Regions from separate parts of the Mus musculus genome. Here regions 2, 3 and 4 are each linked to region 1. Evidence: chromatin contacts called from public Hi-C and promoter capture Hi-C data. All regions are on one chromosome and are shown on one strand. The core of a region is the stretch at or near the end of the contact, and the rest is flanking DNA. Distances in the headings are between cores, read along the strand shown.

Region 1 (2,671 bases), core at 45-2,544:
TTAAAGTCAGACCCAAAATTAAGATCTGGAGAATAGTAATGTGGGTTATGTAGCCCAGTTAGGGGGTGGGGGTGGGGGAGTGAAAGCGGAGTGAGCTGGCCAGGCAATTAGCCTGTTTAAGTAATGGGGATTAGTTGGCAACCCGGCAAGTAACAGAGACCAGGCTGGTGAGCGCCAACGTTCCTGAATGTAGTTTATTCTGAGCAATTAGCTTCTTTCCTCCTAGAATCACCAAATGCCCTTGGACTGGGGCCCTGTAGCCGGAAGCACTGGCCACCTCACTGTGGTTTTAAGAGAATGTGGCTCAGGCAGGAACTTTCAGCTTGGCCTGCAAAAATCTGTTTGCTCTGGTCTGCTTAAAGTCCAAGGCATTATTTCAGTAACGTGGGAGAGAAGTGGGGGTAATTAGCTGCTGGCTGGCGTTCAGAGTGACTCTCGGTCACTGACCTCCTCCAGTGGAATTGCCGGATCTAAAATAAAGTGAGCAGGGTGGACTGAAACTGTCAGAACCAAACACCTCTGGCAGTCAGCTAGTCAACTTCATTTCCAGCTTAACGTATGTGCTCCCGTTTTACCGCCAAAAAGAACACTAGAACTCCCAACCCAACTTTTGCAAAAGCCGGTCGGCCTGAAGTGTCTCCAAGCCGCGCAATCAATTACACCGAAGAGAAAAGTCGACACGGGTGCTCAATTACAGTTTAGCTCGACTCTTAATTAATTAAGGATCTCAAACGCGGTCCCTGAGCTGCTTTCTCCTTAATGATGTTCAACCAAGCCCAGGGTGACTCTCCTCCCATCGGTAATTAGGCACAAGTCCCAGAACGGCAAAGAGGGCTATGACAGAGCCACCTCCCCCGCCCCCCCCCAAGGTGTGACGCTGGGAATGTGGCGGGAACTACAGCAAAGGGGGACCCTCCCCGTGAGTCAAGAGGGCTCCGACGCCCCTCCACTCAGCACCTTGATCTCTTCGGAGTGGAAGATGTCGGCGTCTTCAGGGCTGTCCATGAGGATCTTGGGCCTGTCCCCATCCTTGGCGCCCCCGGAGCTGTCCCTCCGCGGCGTCTTGTGGCCCGCCTGCCGCTCCAGCGCGGCGCGCTCGCTGCTCGTGTTGCCCATGGCTGGGAATCTGCAGGGACACAAGGAAGCCGGAAAGGCCGGGTCGGACCCCCGGGGATCGCGAGTCACGCCCTCTCGGATCGCGCGCTCGCTCGCCCGCCGAGCTCCGCTTTACCTGGCTCGGGCGACCGCGACTGGAACTCCGAACAGAGCCGGAGCGTAACCTGACACTCCTCCCGCAACTCCCCTCCACCCCTTAGCCACTTCCGCTTCCGGCCGGGCCCAGCGAAGGAAGGAAGGAAGGGTGGTCACTGGGGATGGAGCGCTCTCGGAGTTAGGGTGACATCAGTTCCGTTTCCGCCTCTTCCCTGCTGCTCAGCGCGAAGCGGTCGCGGGTGGTTCGGGGCTGCCACCAGATCGAGCTTCGTAGCGGCCAGCGGGAGGCGCGAGCGAGCGAGAATGCCAGAATGCCATGGATGGCGCCGACCACCTCACTCCAAGTTGGTTACTCTCCAGTAACTCGAATTACGAAACGCGAAACCCACGGCGGCTTGGAGCAAGCGCTTGCTCTTGCAGAGTACCCGGGTTCGGGTCCTGGCGCTTCCATGGTGGCTCACAACTGTTTGCAGTTTAAGTTCCAGGGGATCCCGGCGCCCAAGGCGGTGCACACATATACGGGAGGGCAGAGCATTCATACACATAATCGTAAAAACAAAACAAAACAAACAAGAAGAAGAAAAGGGAAAAAAAGAGAAAGCGCCGGGCATTGGTGGCGCACGCCTTTAATCCCAGCACTTGGGAGGCAGAGGCAGAGGATTTCTGAGTTCGAGGCCAGCGTGTTCTACAGAGTGAGTTCCAGGACAGCCAGGGCTATACAGAGAAACCCTGTCTCGAAAAAACCAAAACCAAACAAAAAACAAAACAAAACAAAAGAACCTCACGTTTAAGTCTCTCCCGTAGATGCACTGGCTCTCACAATTGAATGTATTAGGACAACCTAGGGCTCCTTCAAAAGGAAGGCCTCTCCAGAGTGGCCAAATCGTAATTTCTGTCTGTAGACTAAGGATGGAGGATGCTGACCATCTTCCAGGTGTTTGAGAAAACTTAAAGACCTAAGATTTCTGGGAAATTGACGTTCTCAGTTGGGTTCTGTTGTTTGTTTCAAGTTGAGTGCCTATTGATAAGTCTTTTTGCAAGAGCCTTGGGGCTACATTGGCCACATTATGTGTAAAATGTATCAGGGCTTAGTGTTTCAGCAGAGGTACAGACTGCTGTAATAAAACGATCTCAGCTTCACAGTCAGCCTTTAAAGAAACAACAACAACATTGTCTTGTGGGGTTTGTTTGTTTGCTTTGCATTGGATTTTCTAGGTCATGTCTTACATTTACCCATACATATGTTTTGGTTTTTTTGTTATTCTGTTTTTGTGTGTGTTTTTTGAGACATGGTTTCTGTGTGTAACAGCTCTGGCTGTCCTGGAACTTACTTTGTAGACCAAGCTAGCCTTGAATTCATAGAGATCCACCTTCCTCTTCCTCCCACTCAAGTGTTGGGATTAATGGTGTGTACCACCCTGCCCAGTGAACATCTATATTTTAAATTATCTGCAATGTG
Region 2 (2,671 bases), core at 124-2,623, 2.9 Mb before region 1:
CACACTCCACATGCACAGAGGCACAGAGACTTAGGGCAGCATCCAAAGTCACACAGCCCAAGAAGAGCTAGGGCAGAGGTCAGGGAACAGAGCTAGTGTTCCTGGAGAGGATTCTGGGGAACGGGGCAGGAGGAGACAGACAAGCTGACACAGAACGAGCTCTTCCTTCGCGGAGAATGGGCGAGCACTCAAGACCCAAAGGAGTGCAGACTCCCACACAAGGAGTCACCCCTGATCAGCCTCACAGCATGGCTTCTGGCCTGGGTGAGCCCCTGCCTAGTGGCTCAGTGGCTGTGTGCGCCCTGCTGAGTCCCCTGGTCTCTGCGGACAGCTGCATTCCCCTGCCCAACACTGTCTCATAACCACACTGGCTCTGGGGACAAAAAGGGATAACTGAACCCATGTCTGGCCTCGAACGCCCCTGAAAACTGGGACAACTCAGCCCAGGGCAGAGGCCAGCTATCTGAAGACATTGGGCACTGCAACTAAGCTTCGTTCTGGTTGGTGACGTTAGTGTCCCCGAAGTCATTAGAGGTCCCAGAAACCATCTGCCAAGAGTTGGGCAGGGAAGTGTTCTTCCTGCTTCTCTCTCCCAGCCAGACTTCCCGCACCTTGCTGCGCATGCCCACGAGGTCACCGTTCTGTCTCCAGACCCGCCTCATATCACTCCAGATTACACTCACTGGCTATGATTACCCTGGTCTCACAGCATAGAACCCAATAGCTGGGCCTGGGCGCTCCACAATGGCCGGGCTCTTCACACAAGTCCAAGCTCCCAGGCTGGCAGGACCTGCCATCACCTTCCACCCAGTCCCCTACAGCTCCTCCCCTCGGAAGTCACTCAGTGTCTCACTTTTGAACAGTGGCAACCAGGCAACCGCCTTAAATCAGCACACAGGCAATGAGACCACTTGGTCACCCTGGGAGGGCAAGAGGAGATAGAGCAGGTGTCAAGTAAGCTTCCCTAAAAATAGAGATGCCGGCATGCCGTGGGGACAGCAGTGCCCCCCCAACCCCCACACAGCCCTGCTCACAGACAAGGAGCCCGGAGTCCGTTCCCCACCAGCTTCAAGCAGTGGGTGCTGCACCTGCAGAGCAGCCAACCCAGCCTACATCCCCCTCAGTATCCCAAGGCCATCATCACTGATAGGAAAAGTCCTCCCCTGAGGCTTCTACGAGTTGGCCCCCTCTCAGGAGTCCGAGGGAAGGGACCTTCCCAGGGTTGCCCTGCTATTTTAAACCACACACATCTATCCCCAAGCTTACAAGATCAGGGGCCTCAGAGTCTGGCTGTCTCTTCCGGAGGGATGAGAACCTCTGTTGGCTGCGTGCGGAGAAGCGGCGGAAGGACTCTCGGCTCCGAGAGGCCAGGTGTCTGAAGGAGGAGGTGCGCTTGAACGGGGTGCGAGCGGCGGACTCCCCGCTCCGCTCGGTGCCCACCGTGGCCGTCACCAAGTGCAGAGCCTCCTGGAAGGACCGCCTCACCGTGCCAACCCACTGAGTCATGTGTGTCTGGGCCACTGAAAGCTTGTCGCCCAGGTACTCCATAGGGCCAGCCTGGAGGAGGGGGCAGGCGGAGGCAGTTAGGAGGCCGACACTGCCAGGGTCCTGGTCCTTCTGTCGGTGACCGTCCTTGGGGAGAAGTTCTGGGCTCCGATGGGAAGCCCGGCAGAGAACATCAGCGCAAGTAAAGTAAACATCGCCCGACAGGCATCCGTGCGGGTCACGAAACAGGGACGGGACGGGTCAGCAGGGGGTCACCAGCAGGAGCCTAGAGTCAACCAACCAGGTCGTCCAGTTCTAGTCCCTGGGGCCAACCCTGATGAAGTCAAGGGGCAGGTGGCTGTGAAGAACTGGGCGAGGGGGCTGGCACCCCCAACTCACTTCCTCCGTCCATGCAGGGAGAACTCCCATGCACACCTGGGAGCCACCGCCCACCGCCGCCGGCCAGCTCTCTCTCCAGGCTCTTCTCGTCTGAACTAGGCAGATCTCCAGTCCTCAGGCTGGAGACTCCAAACCCGAAGCCGACTGAACCTGCCGCCCAGCAGGCAGCGCGCTCACTTCCGGAGAGGCAGCCACCCAGCCCGGGTCCCCTGGCCCGGCAGCCCGGAATGACATCAGCCCCCTGTCTTGGCGAGGGGTGCACAGCCCAGGAATGCAGGAGGGGCCTCGGGAGGTGGCCGCCCAGGGAGCTGGCGTCAGCCCCAGTTTTTTTTTTTTTGTTTTGTTTTTTTTTCTCCCCCTAAGTCTCAACTCGCTCGCTCGCTGTCCCTCGGGGACTTCATGTGCCAGACTGCTTACCCACCCCAGGCAGCACCGTGCAGGAACGCGGGTGAGTGCGCGCGTGTGGGGGCATGTACGTGGGAGGCGGCTGCCCCGGGGAGGTGGAGGGGCCGCTGCCGCACGAGCCTCCAGGGCTTCAGGTGAAGTCTGAGGACCTGTGGCTGGCTGTCAGTCTGTCTCCCTCTCCCGGCAGCGGCAGCGCCCTTCGGCTTCCATCTCCTTGCGGAGCTAAGCAGCTAAGCCTCCCCCACCAAGCTCCTTCCCCCTCTTATCCGCTCAGCAGTCCCTGCTGCCTCTCCTCGAGGATGGAGGACGCAGGTGACCTGCCCTGAGCTTCCCTCAAGGGTGGGTCTGGGGCTGAGGTGCCTGCATTTTGGTACAAGCAGGG
Region 3 (2,671 bases), core at 116-2,615, 2.3 Mb before region 1:
CCATCGCTCCCGCTCGCGCCTTCCCGCTGCAGGTCCCATCCGGGGCCCTTGGCCTCCGCCGCCTCCGCGGCCACAGCGCCGGACAGCACCTTCCGCTGCACACCGGCCGGCTTCGCCTCATCCTCTTCTCCCTCGGCCTCAGGCCCGGCCTGGGGCTCAACCTCCGGCTCGGACGCCGAAGATGCGGCCGTCGTCGCCATCTTGCGCAGCCCGCGACTCTCGGGTCTTCCCTCGCCCGCCGAAGCCCGGCGAGCATCGGGCTGTCCGCGGCGTCTGCCTGATCAAAACTCCGCTCGGCCACCAGCGGGAGCGTCGCGGACGGCCTCAGGGAGCAGGAAGCTGTGGAGAATCCACCGCTGATGCTATCCTTTAGCGCCTCCAGACGCCACCGTCAGAAGAAAAGGCTCACGAGCATAACCTGCGTCCGGCTACAACCGTGGACAGCTGTCGGGTCTTTGGGCCGGAAGTGGCAGCCACAGCTGAAGTGGTGCGTGCGTGATGTCCGTAGTTAAGGTCGAGGCGCCATCTTAGGAAGGTCAAAGTCGTCGCTTTGGACTAAAGACCTTCTGTAAGGCTCGGCCGGCTCCGGTGCGTGGTTGTTTCCCGGCAACCGACCCTCAAGTGCGGACAAGATTGCAGTTCCTCCGCGATCGGATGCACCATCTCATGGGAAAAGTCTCATCTCTCGAATAAAGCTCCCTCCCCTTTGTAACACCTAGTACCTCGTAGTTGTGTTAAACGAGTCGCTTTTGTGGATTTTTATAGTCAATGATAATACATTACAATAAGTATTGATTCGGAATGATGTGCATGGCGGTAAAACAAACGTAGGTGTCGAGGGATGGGGTTCGTTTCTCTTATACCCCTCGTTCTCGAGGTCGGAAAAGCGTTGCTGTTTCCCTCTGCACTGCCTTTCCCCTTCATCAACAAGGTTAACGAGCCAGAAATCGCGTCCGTTTTGCTCCCAGGATTTTTTTTTTTTTTTTTTTTTTAGTGACACCTAGAGTACACTTAATATGCATTTGCTCCATGGGTGAAACGGCTACCTCGGAATTAGTAAAAAAAAAAAAAAAAAAAAAAAAGGAAGAAAGAGAGAGAGAAAGAAAGAAAAGGAACTCCACAGCCTGAACAAAAGTCTACCAGGGACGTATGCATGATCGAATCATAAACACGCCTGAAACCGAGCATCCCCACGCCCATCGCAGCACCAGACAACCTTGCACGCCGCTTCGGACCTTCCCGCTCTGCGCCTGGCCACGCCCCTTCCGAGGGCGCGGTCAGAGGGGGCGTAGCCGGGCCGAGACGCCAGCGCAAGCGCCGAGCTGCGGTGACGTCGAACGGGCGCGCCATCCCTCCGGCGTCGCCGAGGTCGACGCAGCTCAAGCCGGCAGGATGGCGGCGGCCACGGGAGCTGGCCGTCTGAGGCGGGCGGCGTCGGCGCTGCTGCTGCGGAGCCCGCGCCTGCCCGCCCGGGAGCTGTCGGCTCCGGCCAGGCTCTACCACAAGAAGGTATGGGCGGGCGAGGGGGTGCGCGAACCATCGAGGGGACCTGCCGCCGTTGCGCAGATCACCAGCACCGAGGAGCCCCGCGGCCGCCTCTGCCCCGCCGCGGCCGTCACTCCGAGTGTCCCAAGGCTGACAGCCCAGAAGGGAGGGTCCGGGTATGTCGTGCCGGGGGTCAAGGGGCAGCACGCACACACACACACACACACACACACACACACACGCATGCTTGAGCACACTCGACAGCACCAGCGTCCTCCCCAGCTAAGCCATTGCCCTGGCCAGATGGCCTTGATCAAGTCACTGGTCCCCTCCCATCCTTTCTCTCAGACCTGACAGGAGTCTTCTGAAGTCCCCGTACGTGGAGCGCTCGGTCCAACCAAGGGAAACCACTGATGGCGATTTATTTACTCTTTTAGGAGCCGATGGCCTCGAGCTCAGCCAAGCACCTAGCCCAACATTAAAACTTCGGTTCTCAGTTGTGTGTTTATTGGTAGGGAGCAGAAAGTATAGAAGAAGAGTAGTTTGCGGGCCCCCACGCTTTTAGGGACGTTAAAATCCTCTTGACAGGAGACTCACTCCGAAAAACAAGGCTACCGCAGATGTACAAGACACTCCCTCCCCCCCCCCCCAAAGTCCTTGATTAGATGATGCGTTATGGGGGCTCAGGGCTTAGACTCAATCTGCAGATGAGGGTGCCTCCTGGTAACTAGCGGGAGAAAGCTCGGTTATTAAATCTTAGTGTGTCCCTGACTTTAACAGCTGCTTGTTCTGTTCTGGCTTGGGTGCTCTTGCCCAAGGCCTTCTACCCCAAAGGGAAGGTTGTTTTGTTGACATTATAGCTGCAGGACCTTGACGGGCTGGCAGCCTTAAGGCACCAGGGGGCGCTCCTGCCACAGGGTAGCGCTGTGTTTATGTTTACAGCCACCAATGACTCGTTCGTTCCCCAACCTCCAGCTCATCTCTGACCTTGAAACTTCTGGGGAACTCTTCCATTTGGGGCTGTTTTTATTCTCGGGATTTTTTGTAAGTGCATACTTCTCTTTGTGTATTGTGTTTGGTAAAAAAGAGAAGTTGTGCTTTGAGCCCAGATCTGGTACAGTGTGTGAGTCAGGGGATTACTTCTGGTTGACAGCCCCCTGAAAGGAAGATGTGTCTGAGTTTTCAC
Region 4 (2,671 bases), core at 52-2,551, 2.1 Mb before region 1:
ATGTCCAGAACCAAGCACTGTGTTCAGCTGCTCTGAAGCTGCGGACAGACAGGAATATGAACTACCATTTGCCTTCACACCCGAGAAGGAGGCAGGAAGCAACTACTTGTACTTCATCATGTTCTTCCCTCTACTAGCAGGCCCTGGTGTCAGGGTGCTGCCAGACAAGGACAATAAGACGCTTTATTATATAGGGTGACTAAGAGCCTCGCAAGTACTGTTTTAGAATATAATCCCGGTAGGGAAGGCCACGGGATGGGAGTACAATTATTTCGTGCCAACCATTTCCAAAACTAAACATATTGTGGCCCTGCGAATAAGCACGCTCTGCGGTCAATTCTCTTTCAAATGCTTACAGGAAGCAATTCCGGGAGAGACGAACAACTTGCAATTTGCTTCTCACTCTGAATCCCACGACCGAAATGTGTAGAGCAAGCCGTTCTGACACCACAAAACAAGGGCAGCCTACATGAAGGCCAAATATAGGATGTGATTCTAAACCACGACGGAGAGAAAGCCTGCATTTCCTTTTCCAGCCTGCAAAAAAAAACCCTTTGAACACTCCCAAAAAAGGACGTCGGGGCCGGCACCTCCCTCCGGGAGGAAGCCCCTTTCTTCTCCGAAAGCCCTGCAGCCGGCTACTTCCCCCCAGCTCATTCACATCACTGGAGATAGATAGGGCTGCTGTGCGTACGCCCGCCGGGGGACCGGCGGCAGAGCTGGGCTGGGCGTCCCCACCCTCCACCTCTGATGTCATCCTAGCCATCTCGGCGCGGCTGAGCCCCACCTGCCCCGCGGGTCACTAGGTTCCGCACCCGGGACAGGGTTCCTCCTCCAGGCCACGCCACTGCAGCCCGCCCCCGCCCCAGGTCTTCAGGGTCCAGGAGGCCATGCACTGCGAGCCAGGCGGAGCCCCGCCCGGGCGCGCCCCGCACACCGGGGGTCCCCCGCGGACCCAGCCCCACGTGAGCGCTCGGCCGCAGGCTCTTCGCAGCGCTCAGACACCGCCTCACGGCTGCCGGGCCCACGGCTGCCCGCAGACGGCCATTCCCCAGCCGCAGCGCCCGGGGCATGCGCGTGCGCCCCGCACCACTCGGCGCCGCCGGCTCCTGTCAGCCGAGAGCTTCACACGCGGGGTCCCGGAGGCCGGCCCGCCCGCCCCGGGCTCGCTCCGGAGCTGCCCCGTCCTGAGCGCGCGCTGCTTACCAGAGCCCGGGTGCCTGAGGCGCCGCCGAAGTCCCTGCTGCAAAGCCCCGCGAAGCCTCCAACCGCTGCCGCCTCCCGCCTGGCACTGAGCGCCGCGCGGGGGAGGGGCGCGGCCGCCGCTGCCCAGGCCTTCGCGCGCGCGGGCCCCGCCCCCGCGCCGGGGCCGCGCCCAACCAGCGCCGCCGAACCACGCTTCACCACGCCCACTTCCGGAAGGTCCCGGTTAGATGCCCGGCTCTCCTTAGAGCGCCCCCTGTGGTGGCGCGGGGAGGTGCAAGGAGACTCGGAGCCCACGCCCGCTTTCCGGGGCACTTGAATGGCCGGGTGGCCACGCCCACGGGCTCCTTCCAGCCCCACCCAGGTCTTTAGAACCAGAGCGGGCGTTCTTAAGCTCCACCCACGGCCCTGCAGAGCCTCTCTATGAGGATGGTCGTTTGAGCGCATCTAACTGCCCACCGAGTCCGTGAGCAGGGCTTGGTTTCCCCCCGCCCCCAAAACCTAGCTTCCCCCAGTTGAGCGCCGCAAATCCCCGCTCGGATTTCCTGAAGACCCGGGGAACCTATGATCATCCTATTTGCTGTACCTCAAGCCCCGCCCACAGCCCTGAGCGTACTTAAACCGTAAGCCCCGCCCCAAGTTCTTAGCCCCACCTCCATCAGGGCTGGTTCAACCCTCTCACCCACGCTCTCTCCCACTACTCTCCAGGGCAGGGTGGCAACCCTTGGGCTGGACCACACCTATGAGAGAGAGCTAAGGAGAAGCAATGAAGACTCCCTGGCTAAAGTCCCTCCATATGAGCACGTGGATATGTGTCCTAGCCCTGTTACTCTCAAATGAAGTGACCCAGGGACCATTTCACTCACCTCTTTGGATTTCAGTTTCCTAATCTTGAGTGTAAGGTTATCCCACTATTAGCCAAAGCCCCTTCAGAAATATCAAGCTTTGAAATACCAAGATCTAAGGAAACTGCGTCCAGAGATCTGGGCCAGCTGAGGGGTTGGGCCATTTATTTCCCAAAGCAAGGCATCTTTACAATTCGCAGAGGGATGAATTTTCACTTTGTTTTAGCCTCAGAGATGTCCAGGAATCTGTGGTCGGCATTCAGTGGTAGAACCCCTGAATTCTTGTTGCAGGAATTAAGATAAACTGCCACCTCAAAACAGAAGGCACACGCCTTTAGTCCCAACACTGAGGAGGCTGAGGCAGGTGGATCTCCGTCAGTAGTTCCAGGCCAGCCTGGTCTACATACTGAGTTCCAGGACATCCAGGGATATGTAAAGAAACTCTGTCTCTAAATAAGTAAATAAAATAAAATTAGGCAAAGTGTGTGTGTGTGTGTGTGTGTGTGTGTGTGTGTGTGTAAATTATGTGTTGTGTAAATCTAGGTCTACCAGAATGAAGCAGCTTGCTCAGCAAGTTTTTACTCTCTGCAAAGCTCAATTTTTAAAGATTGGTGTGTTTATTT

What was found. Promoter capture Hi-C pulls out the DNA fragments that hold promoters and counts their contacts. A called contact is a pair of places that touch in the nucleus more often than the background predicts.
Region 2: a promoter capture Hi-C map of liver shows a contact between it and region 1, with 5 times the contacts expected there. The contact joins the promoter of 4833439F03Rik here to the promoter of Prkab1 in region 1. A contact is called at or near these places in 2 of 39 promoter capture datasets (both in liver).
Region 3: a promoter capture Hi-C map of erythroid cells shows a contact between it and region 1, with 4 times the contacts expected there. The contact joins the promoter of Iscu here to the promoter of Prkab1 in region 1. A contact is called at or near these places in 2 of 39 promoter capture datasets (erythroid cells and liver), 2 of 484 Hi-C or Micro-C datasets (B cells and CD8 T cells), 1 of 115 datasets of contacts at active chromatin or transcription factors (thymic regulatory T cells) and 1 of 9 other capture datasets (adipose tissue).
Region 4: a contact with region 1 is called in a Hi-C map of B cells, with 5 read pairs. The contact joins the promoter of Coro1c here to the promoter of Prkab1 in region 1. A contact is called at or near these places in 1 of 39 promoter capture datasets (liver) and 1 of 484 Hi-C or Micro-C datasets (B cells).

Annotation. Positions count from the first base shown.
Region 1 is chr5:116,023,134-116,025,804 of GRCm38.p6, forward strand. It overlaps Prkab1 (protein kinase, AMP-activated, beta 1 non-catalytic subunit), which reads right to left and starts at 1,295. Exons shown (of 7, transcript NM_031869.2): 1 at 958-1,295. The coding sequence starts at 1,116.
Region 2 is chr5:113,136,439-113,139,109 of GRCm38.p6, forward strand. It overlaps 4833439F03Rik (RIKEN cDNA 4833439F03 gene), which reads left to right and starts at 1,374. Exons shown (of 3, transcript NR_166693.1): 1 at 1,374-1,539; 2 at 1,902-2,332. The region is part of intron 6 of 2900026A02Rik (RIKEN cDNA 2900026A02 gene); the gene reads right to left.
Region 3 is chr5:113,771,436-113,774,106 of GRCm38.p6, forward strand. It overlaps Iscu (iron-sulfur cluster assembly enzyme), which reads left to right and starts at 1,366. Exons shown (of 5, transcript NM_025526.5): 1 at 1,366-1,509. The coding sequence starts at 1,393. It overlaps Sart3 (squamous cell carcinoma antigen recognized by T cells 3), which reads right to left and starts at 965. Exons shown (of 19, transcript NM_016926.2): 1 at 1-965. The coding sequence starts at 200.
Region 4 is chr5:113,907,405-113,910,075 of GRCm38.p6, forward strand. Coro1c (coronin, actin binding protein 1C) reads right to left here and starts at 1,302. Exons shown (of 11, transcript NM_011779.3): 1 at 1,207-1,302.